5 separate regions of the Gossypium hirsutum genome follow, and regions 1, 2, 3 and 4 are each linked to region 5. Evidence: chromatin contacts called from public Hi-C data. All regions are on one chromosome and are shown on one strand. Each heading gives the region's core, a stretch centred on a gene start, on an enhancer-like site or on the middle of the called end of the contact. The rest is flanking DNA. Distances are from core to core; before and after follow the strand shown.

Region 1 (2,813 bases), core at 133-2,632, 690 kb before region 5:
GCACCCTTAGCAAGAGATTCCAAAGAAGCACCAGCCTGCAAAAGGATACAAAGAAATAGACTGAAACAGGGTTCAATAAAGTAGAGACACAATTCATAGGACGATAAGAAAAACAAAACAAGGTGATAATGTCATGCTAAATGCACAATTTGGATCCTTTTTCCTGTTGATGTTCATGCACTCTTTGCAAATAAGGGCACTACCAGACCAACCATAGTAATGTCATTTCATGTTTTAGAAAAACTATTTGCATCCATGAATAGAAACACTTTGGCACAGCGCAAACCATGTTTATTAGTAATATTTCTACATCGCATTCTCACAAGCAATCTATCTACTGACAAATTTTGGCATTATGCAATAGTATTCCTCTGAAACAACAACAACAACAGGAGGATAATCTTATGAATATCCTAACTGTATAAACATAATGCAAGAATCGTATAATTTTTTTTTAATACAGCCAACTTATATTGCAATGAATCCACGCTTTAACACAATAAACCCAGAATTTGAAGACTAGAACAGGACCAGTGCCATACATCCAAAAGACTAAGACGGACGCGTAAATAAGCTCTGCAACTCTAATAAATAAAACAATGAAATAGAAGGGGCGAGAAATTTAAAAGAAAAAAAAAGGCATTATTTTCTAGCTACTAGAAAAACAAAGAAGACTTCAAGCTGACAGCAAATACGAACAGAAGAAAAGTCGAATTGAGACCACAAGTAAAACCAATTCCTGAAACAAGTATGAAAAAGACCCAATCTTTATTTTATTCATTTTCTTAAAAACCAATGAAGGAGAAAAGAAAAGGCAAGTACCTCAATAGCGTTCTTCAAAAGAAGGTCATCTTCAGGTATCCAAGTGGAAAGGACTGGAGCCAAAGCCCCCATCTATTTTGGAGCACAACCAAGCAAGAAGGAGCCGCCTTTCAACCCCTCCCCCCTTTTATTTATATTCGTTTTACAACTTTGTCTTCCCACGATTTCTGTCTGGCGAAGCGTCGCTTTGGGTCTCTCCAACTGTATAAAACATGAAAACGAAAAACAAAAGTACAAAAAAGAGTGTGTGGGAGGGAATTTTAAGAGGAAACCTAGAACTAAAAACTGAAAGCAGGGGGATGGTGGGGTTTTACTGTCGAAAATGGGGACAAATTAGATTTGATGATTTCACGGATTTTCAATCAAATCGGAGTGTGGTAATGCCAACCAAAAGTTAACTACAAATAAAAGCTCCCCTGTTTCTTTCTTTTGGGGGTAGAACTTGGCTTCTTTACCTTCACTAACCCTTTCTCTCGCTATCTCACGGTAATTCTTCAGGTGACTGCACCCGTATTGGCTGTTGGTTGCGGCGCCGCGTAATTGGTTTTGACCGTTGACTAAAGCGTCTATCACATACCTTCAAAGTGGTATTGATTTGATTACGGTAAATTTTAGGTTTTTTTTTTTAAATTTATTTTAGATTTAACTTAGTTTTAGGGCATACATCGTTTTTAACTATAACAGTAAATTACATTGATTGAAATTACTTCATTTATATTTGATATGAAAGTGTATATATATTGATAATCAATAATAATGATTTATCGTTTTAGGTGTAATCTGATTTCGAGTCGTACTAGTTATATTATTATTAGAATTTTGATTCTTCTTTTATAATTCACCAAAAATAAAAAAATCTTGAGATTAAGTTAAGAGAGTTATTGTCGCGGGACAAGGCGAAAAAGATTAGATCAAGATACAATCAAATATCTGTGACTACTCTCTCGCCCCTTTTTTTTAGAATTAGATAAAATAAATAAGGAAGGTAGAACGAAAACAGTGCATTCAACCTCATCGAAACTCGGGTTCAAGCTTCAATTAAATTACGAGTAGAGCGAAAAGAGAAATGTCTAGTAAAATTTTTAAAGTTTAATGAGAATTTTTTTAAAAAAATTTGGGGTCTAATTAATTTTTATGAGATTAATGTGAATTTTTTAAAAAAATTAAAGTAACATATTTAAAACTTAAAAAAAACTAAAAAAAATATAATGAGAATTTTAAAAAAATTGAGGCGGTCTAATTGAATTTTTCCAAAAACTTCAAGGAAAAATGAAATTTTTCAAAAATTTTGAGAGACTCTAATTAAAATATTTTTTTTATTTGAAGGAAAGTGATAGCGTATGATATATAGAGGTGGCTAACTAAAAATTGAAGGATTTTTTATATTGTTAAAATTTTGTAATTAATTTGAATTTAATTTCTAGTTTAAATTTGATTTTAAAATTTTTTTATTTAGTGATAATATTTTAGAAAAATTTAACTAAATTTTAGTACTAGAATTGCGTATATACCTAGTTGCTCTAGTCAATTAAACAGACACTTGACCTTTGGCATTCAATAAATTCTTTATGTTTTTTTTCCTTCCTATGTCTCTGCGTCTTCTATTCAGCTGTTTCATTTTTTTTCTTTTACTTTCAACATTTATTGGTTTAATTGCCTTCTAAGCGCCCTTCCCTTTCCACCTTCCACAATTCCATTTAAACCATTTATTTTTAAGTATGATTATTTCCATAATTAACTAAACCCCTATTTAGCTTTAGTCTAGAAATTGCTCCAACAAAACAATCGTGAGATATGAACCCGCTCAAAAAAAGATCTCAACGCAGTATTTTCTATCTCATGGTATATAGGATAGTACAAATTTGTCCCTTAAAGTTGATTCAACTTCGATTCAAAGTGTACGTTGGGTTGGATTTGTTTGGCGTATAGTTGGGAAGTCGAATCAGCCGTGTTATGTTCAAATTCCAGCAAAAAATTGACGTGTCTAGGTG
Region 2 (2,701 bases), core at 2-2,501, 600 kb after region 5:
TCATTTGAGATTTTCATGATTTCATAGTGTTCTTCCACTCCATGTTGGTATTAGTTAGAACGTAGTAAAAAAGAAAGAAACAGTCAAGCACGAGTTTAGAAGAATGAAAAAAGGAAGTTGGACTCCATGGAAATGATATAGTTGACTGAAATTCTATTGCAAATCTATCATGAACAATGAAAGCAACTTGTATGAATATGAATTCTCAATTATATGGGATTTAAAAATTGAACAAAGATGAGTTTTTATTTTTCCCAGAAAACCTGGGAAATATTATTCACTGTACAACTCAACAAGATTACAATCCCGAAACCTAATAATTCCCATCACTAATTTTTTGTGTAATTGATCCCCCGCTAATTCTTAACCACAATAGACATGCATTTTGTATAATGCGCAATGTTTTCTTGCATTAGGGCTTTCCTTCTTTCAGCAATGAAACTATCTACTTTTAACTGAAACTCTTCATTGCTAATCTCATGTATCGCTTCCCTTGCCGATTCTGCACTACAAACAACTAGTTCTCTGCCCGTTATTGCCGTCTCCGATCTTCTATACACCCGGCGGGGACGCCGTTTTCCAGATTCTGACACCACTGATCGTGTTCGTCGGTACTCTTTTTGCTTCACTTTATCAGTTGAAGTTATTGCAGGCTTCGTCTTCGTCGACCAAGGTTGTTGTTTAATTTGTGAAAGCGGGCGTTTTGTCTCTGCAACATCAACCGCATTTTCCACCACGACGATTTGTTTGTCGAGCACGGTCGCCTCCGCGGGTATTATACTCCGGTGAGAGCACACGTACTCATCGTAGATACCGGAGCTGGTAGATTGTTTCTGGGTAGACAGAATATAAACAACAAGGATGATGATGTTCATAAGGATGAAAATGAAGAAAAGGTCATTAAGAGTGTTGATGTAACGTTGGCTAAGATCTCCGGCAACCTCGATGATGTGGGGAATCAAAGGGGGGAACCAAGACCATGATATCAAAAACAAAACCAACAAAAACCCCATATAGCGAAGACCCAACCTTAGCTTCCTCTCCATGTTGTATCTCCGCAAAGCATCTTCTTTCTCTGCTTTAACGTTGTCAAGTTCGAAGGAATCCATGTTTGTTTAACAAGAAAATGAGGGGGGGGGGAATGGGGGAGAAGGTTTAAGGTTGCTTTCTAGAGGGGTTATTATTAAACAAAGAAACAGAGTTGGATGGAATCTGCTGGTACTTAATAATACAGGGCTTTGGAAACTTTATGATTTCAAATGGATTGGATGGGATTTATATATATACACGTTGAGTAATAGAGAGGCGGGGTATACTCGACACTAGTAAACTCCTTAAAAAACAAAGCATGGACCCACTTTTTAATATTATTAATGTATTAATTAACTAAACATGAAAATATTTCAATTTTGCTTCTCGGATAACTCTAACTCCACTGCATCATGACCAAGCCGTATTAAAAGTTTTCTCGAGAGCACATCCGGTAAAAAATATCGTTGAGGTTGTTTTATAGTGTTTTAAAAGTTTTTTATTAAAAGTTAATTTATATTTTATTTTCTTTACTTAAAAATTGAGCAATGTTTGGTGTATCACGTGTATTTCATGCTAACGTATAAAGATTAGTTTTTAATAATAGAAATAGATGAAATTTTTAACAAAATAATTAGTTTACTCTTTAATTTAATATACAAGGATTAATTTGTTTATTTTTTTGAGTAAATGAATTAAAATACAATCTAAATTATAATATAAAACCTCTATGATACTTTTACAAATATTAAAAGACAAAGTGAACGAGCTAAAGTGAATTATGTGAGTTTGGGTCCATTCTATTATTTTTTTCATTAATATCTAATAAATGTTTAATCACTATTCACAATATGAGTTTTACACATTTGAATGATAATGATATTTATATTAGATATTAATAAATAAAAAATAATATTCTATCTTAATCCGAATTATGTTAAGGTTTCTCGCACACTTACAAGATAGCCAGTGAAAGAAATGGAAATGGGTCCAAACAGGCAGACCCACGAGTCGGGGGGAGGTGAGATAGGTTAGGTGGTGCCACGCCGGAGGAAATACCATGGAAGGGCTCGAACGGGTCCCATGGTGGCACCAATATCCTAAGCTCTCGCATTCTTTACAAAAAGTAAAATGTGGGTCCATGCGTTGCTACATTTTCAATTACTTCTTTTAAATTGTGAAATTAATAGATTCATCATGCATTTCCTTATGGAGCATGAAACTTCCTAATATGTTCCCATTGGGATTAGTTGACATTTTGCAACACATTATCCAAGTTTTTCTTCTTTACCAGCTTACTTAGGTTTAGTTTGATTTTTCCTTAACAAATTTTGGAATGCATTACTTAGATTATTGTGTTAGAGAATATTTTTAATATGTCTATTAATTAGTTTTTGTTTGTGAATATCGAATTAAGAAAATCAATAAAGTTGAAATGATTACATGATTTATATAGATATTTTTATGTTTATTTAAACTTAAAAAATAATGTTATTAGGTGTGGTGTGGATAAAATTAAGATTTAAATTAAACTAATTTTTTTAAAGGAAGAGTTCAAACTAAGTTATTACTATGTTAAACCCCCACCCAACAGACCCTAGTAGTATAATGGGGTGGTTTGTCCTATTGATAAGCACCATTGAATTTTAGATAAGGGAGAAGAAGAATCTCA
Region 3 (2,700 bases), core at 189-2,688, 950 kb before region 5:
AATTTGGCGTCCAAATAACCCGGATAGAATGCCTCCAGGCTTAGTTCAGTAGGGTAAAGGACTCCCGTAAAGTTGTAATACGCATGAGGATTGCTTCCACCCACTAAAACTCTTCCATCACGAAGTAATACTGCTGTGGAATGGTACATCCGAGGGATCTTTGTTGGGTTTAGTATCTTGAATCGTGACTCGATTTCATTATCAGGCATGTATAACACTGGATTTAAGACCGGGTCCCTTCCTAAGTCCCATCCTGCTGACCCGGAACGTGCTCCGTTGATGACCAAAACTTTGCCGTTTGGAAGCAATACCATGTCACCCATGACTCTAGCTAAAGGCATAGTTTCCAAGACCCATTTTGGTTTCGGGTCGGTTATTGAGATCCTGGCGCAAGTGTTCAAGGCTTTAACGAACTTACCTTGTAATGCTTGGACAAATGATCCTTTTGGAGCACCGCCACAAACTAAAACTTCAGCTTGAATAGTGGCGGCTGTCAAGTTCTTCAATGGTAGCAATACAGCCGAACCTGTGCTTGGATAGCTTCTTGGCTCCCCACCTGGTATTTTGGGGTAAGTTTTCACCACCTTGTTGTTCACATAATCAAGCAAAATAGCTCGATTGTTGGCGAAAATGAACAGGTTTCCATCGACATTGAGAAAAACAAAAGGGTAGAGATTGTTCTCTACTCCTCGTTCATTGGTTTCCGACAGGAAATGCAACTTGAACGTGTCGGCGGCTATGTTTTTAGGAACAAACTCGTAATTAAATTGTTCTCGGCCGCCGACAACAATTTGTCTTCCATCTGGCAAGACATGATTGGTAGCATACCATCTTTTGGCCGCCAATCCATTTGGTGTTTCGTGCCAGTCGCAGCTTTCGCATGGGCTGAAAACCCTGACCCGAAGTTCTCCGTCGCTGAAACCACCGGTTTGGACCAATTTACCGTCAGGCATGACGGCGCCTGAAGAACACCAAACGTTGCTTTGGACAGTAAGAGCCCTGAACTTGTTGCTCAAAACATCATACTCAACTGAATGCGCCGTACAATCTACTTGGACAGCAGTGTTGGTTGGGTCATTGTGGCATTTCCCACTTGCCAATGGCAGAGTGGATGGGCCGAAATCAGTCCTATCATACATAACAACACGGTCATTTTTAAGGAGTTGCATGTGCATGGATGAGATGCCAATGCTTTTTTGTAGCAGCTGCCACCGGCCGTCGGCAGCAGTGGGGAGGATAAGGGGATGTGAGGCAAAGAGTAGAAGTGAGAAAAGAAATGTACAAAGGGTTGACATTTCTGCCATATGTTTAGCAGATGATATTATGGCTGCTTGTCAGCTTTGGGAACTCTTTTATAAAGGACTTGGTGAGAGAAGCAATGAAGGCTTTGAGATTTGAGACTCCCACACCATGTGGTCTTGCGTGGGATGCTTGTAGTGGTTTGTCTTTATGAAAACGATGGTTTAGTTTCTGGTTTCAAAATTAGGATATGAATGTTCCAAGTTTTTTTTTTTTTTAAAATGAGATTGTTTGAATGATTAGCAAATCGATAATATAATTTTAGAATTGGTAACTAAATTGACTTTGGTATTTATATTCTCTTTTCTTCTTCATTTCGTCTATTCAGTGATTGGTCAATAGGATTTATACTTGGAATTATCATTTAACTTAAAGCTAGGTTAATCGAGTTAATTGGTCCAAATGGTTATCGTTTTCCTTTTGTTGTTTATTTTGCCTTAAAAAAAAGTTTATAATTAGATTTTTTTAGGTTGGTATATGAACTTAATATTTTTTAATTTGGTATTTAAATTTGTTTCAGGTCTAATTTGATATCTAAATTTTTTTATGTTCAATTTAATACCTAAATTTATTAAATGTTATATAAATTACGTAAAATACTAATAGTGTTAAAATTTTTTTTGACTATGCTATAAAAATATTGTCAGTATTAGAGTAAATTCATGTTAAAAAATAGATATTGAGCTATGCTTAATGAATTAATATTAAATAAAAAAATTTTAAAACCACAAATTGAAAGGAATTCATTATTTTCAATTAATAAAATAAATAAAACTAAAAGTAATTGAACATAAAAAATACAAAAAAATATCATATTATCTGTCATATATCGGAAATATATTGATTATTTTTGTTACCACATAAAAAAATATTTTTAGTATATTGGAGTAATTTGTAAAACATTTGACAAATACCAAATCGAAAAAAATAGAATAAATGCCAAATTAGAAAAAGGAGTCAAGTTCATGTACCAAATTAAACCCCCAAAAAATTAAGTACCAACTAAAAAAAAGTATTAAGTTTATGTACTAAATTAAAAAAAATCGAATTCAAATACCAAATGTATATTAAGTGATTCTTTTATATAAAATATTTGATAAACTTTTGAATTAATCTTAAAGTAATCCTTGGGTTAACAATTCCTTCATTCCGATCTTAAATTAAATAATTATAGATATTTTCTGTACGTTGCTTTTGTCCAAATCGTATCATTTGTAGACTTCCAATGGAAAACATGAAAAAGCAATGCTTCTTTGTTTTAAATTCGAAAAACATCAAAATAAAATTGGAACAATTTTAAGTATCAGAAACATTTTTAATAGAATGTCTTAAATTTCAATATAAAATATTTTAGAGATAATATTTAATATACCATTAATAAATCATATTAAATTATTTTAT
Region 4 (2,813 bases), core at 144-2,643, 830 kb before region 5:
GCCGTTGCAATGTAGATCTTTTGAAGAAGGAAATGAATGAAATTGATGTACCAGTCTCCTACTCTGGTGGCGGAGGTCCTCAGAAATCCATTCGTAAGCCTAATTTGGAAGGAATTCTACGCAGATTACTTCGTTTTCTAAAACCTGAAACCTTTCAAGGAGCTGTCAAAGCTATAAACGAGAGTATCCTCTCTGTCTTGGATGAAACAGGATCAGGCAGGGTGGACTTGGGCATTTTTTATGCTGTTCTTGCTCCCATTTGTAATGGACCTCCAAATAAACGAAAAAGGATTGCCTTTGATGCACTCTTATGGCGGCCAGTAAATGAGGGTAGTTCTCAGATTAGAAAGGTGGATGCTGTACAGTACATCAAATTGTTGAGGGCTATTTATGTTCCTTCTCATGGAATTAGTGAAATCCTGGAAGTTCATGGAGAAACAGATTCCTCAATGGTATCTTTCAATGAATTTCTTACCATGTTCGATGATCCTGATTGGGGATTTGGTATCATGTCCACTCTGTTGAAGTTAGAAAATGGAGATAGGAACCGTCATGGGCGCCGGGTTTGTGCAGTTTGCCGTTACCCAGTTATTGGTTCTCGCTTTAGGGAAGTGAAGTCTCATTTTAGTCTATGTAATCAATGCTACAGTGAGGGCAAAGTTCCCCCTAGCTTTAAACAGGATGAATATAAATTCAAAGAGTATGGAAGTGAAGCTGAAGCGATGAAAGATAAGTGCATGTACTTTACTTTGCAATCCTACAAATCTCCGTTACTAGTTGGTTTATAGTCATTTTACTCAGCATGTACCATTCCATTGTGTTATTTTAGTCATCTAGTGTGCATTGTGCAATATATAGTTTCATCCAAATGTGTTCAGTGGGCATCTTGCTCATGTACAATAAACCGTTTTCAAGCGCCCGGATTCTTAACAGTTGCTGTAGAGATCATTTTTTAACTGTTCAATGTATCATCATCTTCTGCTTTGTTTATGGTAATGTTGAATTTGTTTGGAGATATTCATTGTTAAATGAAGAAAGATGTTAGCTTATTCTTTGGGGTTGGGGGTGTTCTAAGAGTTTGATTCGTGTTCGTAGGCATACCATGGGATTTCAATATCTTGGTTTGTTTTACTTGGTCTGCTTAGTGACCAGGATAGTGGGGAGTCTCCAGGTTGTGAAAGTTGGGACCATGTGACTTGGCACCATCATTAGCTGGGACTTGCTGGATTACAGGTAACATGGTTGGTTGACTGACTTTATCTAAATTTACCCCAAATTTCCTCCCTTCCATTTCAATTAATCTTTGATCAGGGATCTGGAAATGATCAATCAAATACTGAGTGGGTCTTAATTGGATGGATAATGAGGTGAAATACTGAGGTCTGTATGACTGAATACGAGGTCAAACCAACCACGAAAATAATAATAGCCTTTTTGTTTGTTTCAGTCTGGGCATCCAAATGCATAATTCCAAAAACTGAATGCTTGGTTCCAGCTTTTTATCATGACGATCTCCACTAAGGAAATTTGTCACAAAGCACACAGATGGAAAGCCTTTGTACATTAAAACAGTCACATTGCACACATCAATAAGACAAAGTCATTAATATTTTATTTATTTCTATCCAAAACGTGTCTCAATGATCTCTTATAAAGCATATAACATGATTATATGAATAATTCTAAAATTTAATTATCAATATATCAAATTTTTTTATATGAACTAGAATTCATCGCACTTTGTGGATTAAAAAATATTTTTTAAAATAAGTTATATTTTTTTTAAAAAAATAAAGTAATAGTTTTTAAGTAAATAATTATTTTTAATACTATAATTTATTAAGATTCAAAAGGTTTAAATTTATCTATGCACATTCACGTTCAAAATATATAATTTAGAAAAAAAAAGAAGAAGAAGGAAGTTACGAAGAGTGAATAGCGTTTCAAATCAAAATTTAAAATTAAAGTATATAAAAATACCTTATTAAATTATTATTTAGGGGTTAATATATATAGTTGGACTTGAATTTGGCAATTAATTTTTGGTATCTAAATTTTTAGACTTAATTGGTATCTACATTTGAAAATTATAAATTAACTTGATACTTTTTTTTAGGTACATGATTAACACTATTAAAATATAATCACTCACCACCAATGTCATGGTGACATGTGGTAGTCTCGTATTTAAATATATATTTTTAATTTTTGCCACATGTCAAAATATGATATTGTCATATGGCATATGCTATTGGTAGTTAATGTCATATTTTAATGCTGTTCGTTAGGTACCTAAAAAATGTATCAAGTTAGTTTACGATTTTCAAGTTTAGATATCAAGTAAGTATAAGTTGCCAATTCAGGTACCTCCGAATATATTAATCCTATTATTTAAGGTAAATTATACTAGTAATCACTCAATTATTAGTCTTTTTTTTGTCACCTAACTATGAAAAGTTAAAAAATGATCACCCAACTTTTCGATTTTTTTTCTTTTTTAGTCACCAATCGTTAAATGGCTAATAAAAGTTAATGCAGTAGCTTTAGAAAATTGATATAATAATAACTTTAACTCTCAACATTTATCCACTGTGTCAATTTAATCTTAATTCTAAAAAATCAAACTCTCAATGTTTACACATGTAATTTGATCATTTTGTAGTTTTGCTTTTCTTTGTGACCCTTTTCGACATTATCCTTGCGTTTGATTCAATGAGCAACAAGAAACAAAACAACTCAAATTTTGAAAAAAAGGTGAAGCTAATTCAATTGCTTGAAAAAAAAATACCTGCTTCACTTATTCAATCCAATTG
Region 5 (2,700 bases), core at 180-2,679:
GATTGATTTCATCACATAAATAGGTATGACTGACACTACCGCTTTAGCAAGTGTAATTCGTCCAGCCAAAGACAAAGCACTCGTCTTCCAGCCGACTAACTTTTGTTTCATATTGTTGATAAAATACTGAAAAGTAGCCTTCGTGACTCGTCAATGAAAAATGGGGACGCCCAAATACTTCCCAAGATCTTCAGCAGAATTATAGTCCAATCCTCCACTTATCAGATCCTTCATTTGATTAGAAACATTCTTCGTGAAATACATAGTAGTTTTCTCATTGCTCACTCCGTTGCCAGAGAAATTGCAAAACGCTTCCATCACCTGATGCACCACCATCATTCGAATTGGCAAAGATTCATTAAGCACCATTTTATCGTCATCATTTTCTCTATGATCTCGAATCTTAACTTCTTTGTTGCTCTTTCCAGATTCAAAGACAGAGGGGATCCCAAACGCTCAAGGCTCATTTTCTTTTTTGATAGTTGAATTCAATTCACTAATTTTTTTTTAAAGTAGCATTTATGCTAATTTTTTAATACGATGTATTTAATAATCTTGAAAACTTTTGCCCAAAAAAAATTTTCAAAAACTAAAATAAAGAGAATGGATTGTAGCAAACTGTGATTTCAAATTATTTTTATCTCTTTCAAAATAAAAGAATGACAAATTTAATTTTTTTTTCTAATTTTCAGCATTTTCTTCTAAAAAAATTTAAAAGGATAAAGATGATAATCATACAATACTTTTTCTAAAACAAATACGATATAAGTAAAACACATGTTAATTTTTTAATTAGTTTGTAAAATTAAAATATTTTCATGTCGGGATGAATTGAGAAAAAATTCGAATATGATAGGTTGTAATATGATCCGATGCCTCATCCATCCTTGAAATATTTATAAAAAAATCCTTAATATATAAATATAATATATATCTCCGTACATATAAAATTATAATTTATTATTGTTAAACTTAAGTAGAATATTCTTAGCTTTAAGTTCTATGACGATTTCAAAACCATGTGGATGAGAAATTTCATTAGTTCCCATTTTTTTCTATAGACAAATTATAAGTCGTAACTCTAGTACATTTTTATACTTTTTAAATCTAAATTTATTTGATAAAAAATTTCTATTTTTGATGATTAGAAAATGTAATGTGTTTATTAATTTTTATCTAGGACCATATAAATTAAACATCTCAATTAAGTTTTAAGTTTAAACTTAAAAAATTAATCTTATTTATTCTAAAATAAAAATAAAACATTTTTTTTATTTATTTCAAAAATAAAACAATTAAATTTAATTTAATTCGGATGTTTCTTATTAAATTTCTAAGTTTGGGAGGGATTAGTTAAACTTAAAAAGGAGTTTTTCCTCATCCCAATTCTCAGATTTTATTTAAAATTTTATTACTTAAATCTGATGTTGAATAAAAAAATTGAAAAATAGTGGACTCGATTCAATCTGAGCTGTCCTGCCCATGAGATCCGGACAGGCTTCAACCTCAGCTAAATTTTCTCTCTATTTTTGATACCATTAGGCCCATTACTAGCTTTACGACAAATCCGGTTCCCTAAATTCGTTCCGTGCGGTTCGTCAGGGTCCAATTCATTCCTCAACTCGTAAATTTAATACCGTGAATGAACAAAAACAATTGCTGTCAGTCTTCTGGCAGCAAAAAGTAGAAGAAACTGACCAAGGAAATTTCCAGGCTCTGCCAAATCTGCCTTGCTGGTAAACGTGAAATAAGAGGAATTTTGATCAGTTCGCAGAGGAAGAGCTTGAAGATGGACGAAGATCACAGTAATAGCGGCTTTTTGGAGACTGGAAAAGCTGATAGATCGGTTTGGTTAATGAAGTGTCCGGTCGTTGTGGCCAAACCATGGAAGAGTCAGACCGCTTCTTCTTCCGATTCACAGCCTGTCGCCAAGGTTGTCCTCTCTCTCGACCCTCGCAAACCCGATGACCCTTCTTCTATGCAGGTACTCTAACCCTAAACACTTGAAGATGATAGTTTTTTAACCCTGAATTCGCAACTTGGAACTCTTAATTACAAGTTTTAGATAATACCCCTTTTTTATTAATGGTGAATTGGCTCTTTAATTGTGGTAAAAGAGGTTTCTTGGTTATTGATTCTATAATCTACCAAGTAAAAGATTTGAATGACATTCTTGTTATACGTTTTAAGTTGTATTATTAGTTCTGTTGTTTTCTTATTTCTCACGAGTTTATCAGTTGATGATCAGTTTACTATGGAGATGGCTGGATCTGAGATTGGAAATATGCCAAAGAGTTACGCCTTGAATATGTTTAAAGACTTTGTTCCTATGTCCGTTTTCTCTGAAACAACTCAGGGTAAGAATTATGGTTCCTTTTTTCTTTTGCTTCTCAAGTATTCATTTGTGTGTTATCTAATTCAATCCCTTTTTGTTGTCACTTTGTACGGTAACTTGAAGTAACAATTTACCTCAAAATGTGGTTTTCTTATAAAAACTACACTGGGAGTGTTTCTTACTTTCATGATTTAGTGAATATTTTCTTAGATACATGGTGCACTTGTTGCTGTATAGCATTGAGGGTTTAATCAGAATAATGTGCATATTAGGAATTGGTATGCTGTCCACAAGTTAATTGTGAGTGTTCTTTTTATTCGTAAAAAGATTATGAGGGGAGACTATGTATACCTTTAAATGCATAT

What was found. Hi-C and Micro-C count contacts between places; a contact is called where the count stands out from the background.
Region 1: a contact with region 5 is called in a Hi-C map of leaf, with 9 times the contacts expected there. The contact joins the promoter of LOC107918002 here to the promoter of LOC107922337 in region 5. A contact is called at or near these places in 10 of 34 Hi-C or Micro-C datasets (anther, callus, fibers and 3 more).
Region 2: a Hi-C map of leaf shows a contact between it and region 5, with 1.8 times the contacts expected there. The contact joins the promoter of LOC107918014 here to the promoter of LOC107922337 in region 5. A contact is called at or near these places in 4 of 34 Hi-C or Micro-C datasets (all in leaf).
Region 3: a contact with region 5 is called in a Hi-C map of leaf, with 2.8 times the contacts expected there. The contact joins the promoter of LOC107918013 here to the promoter of LOC107922337 in region 5. A contact is called at or near these places in 2 of 34 Hi-C or Micro-C datasets (both in leaf).
Region 4: a Hi-C map of leaf shows a contact between it and region 5, with 2.2 times the contacts expected there. The contact joins the enhancer-like site here to the promoter of LOC107922337 in region 5. A contact is called at or near these places in 3 of 34 Hi-C or Micro-C datasets (all in leaf).

The regions. Positions count from the first base shown.
Region 1 is chrA01:23,286,224-23,289,036 of Gossypium_hirsutum_v2.1, forward strand. LOC107918002 reads right to left here and starts at 1,383. Exons shown (of 7, transcript XM_016847479.2): 1 at 823-1,383; 2 at 1-35. The coding sequence starts at 894.
Region 2 is chrA01:24,577,211-24,579,911 of Gossypium_hirsutum_v2.1, forward strand. LOC107918014 reads right to left here and starts at 1,252. Exons shown (of 1, transcript XM_016847503.2): 1 at 243-1,252. The coding sequence starts at 1,109. The coding sequence ends at 357.
Region 3 is chrA01:23,027,045-23,029,744 of Gossypium_hirsutum_v2.1, forward strand. LOC107918013 (aldehyde oxidase GLOX1) reads right to left here and starts at 1,439. Exons shown (of 2, transcript XM_041111670.1): 1 at 1-1,439. The coding sequence starts at 1,304.
Region 4 is chrA01:23,152,463-23,155,275 of Gossypium_hirsutum_v2.1, forward strand. It overlaps the pseudogene LOC107918004. Among protein-coding and RNA genes, the nearest start is that of LOC107918013, 130 kb to the left of the region's middle. Within about 2 kb of position 1,394, at least 6 of the 9 cell types and tissues checked have an H3K27ac peak or open chromatin away from gene starts, as enhancers often do. A contact at or near this core is called in leaf, where this site is marked.
Region 5 is chrA01:23,977,887-23,980,586 of Gossypium_hirsutum_v2.1, forward strand. LOC107922337 (transcription initiation factor IIF subunit beta) reads left to right here and starts at 1,430. Exons shown (of 6, transcript XM_016852332.2): 1 at 1,430-1,984; 2 at 2,249-2,357. The coding sequence starts at 1,790.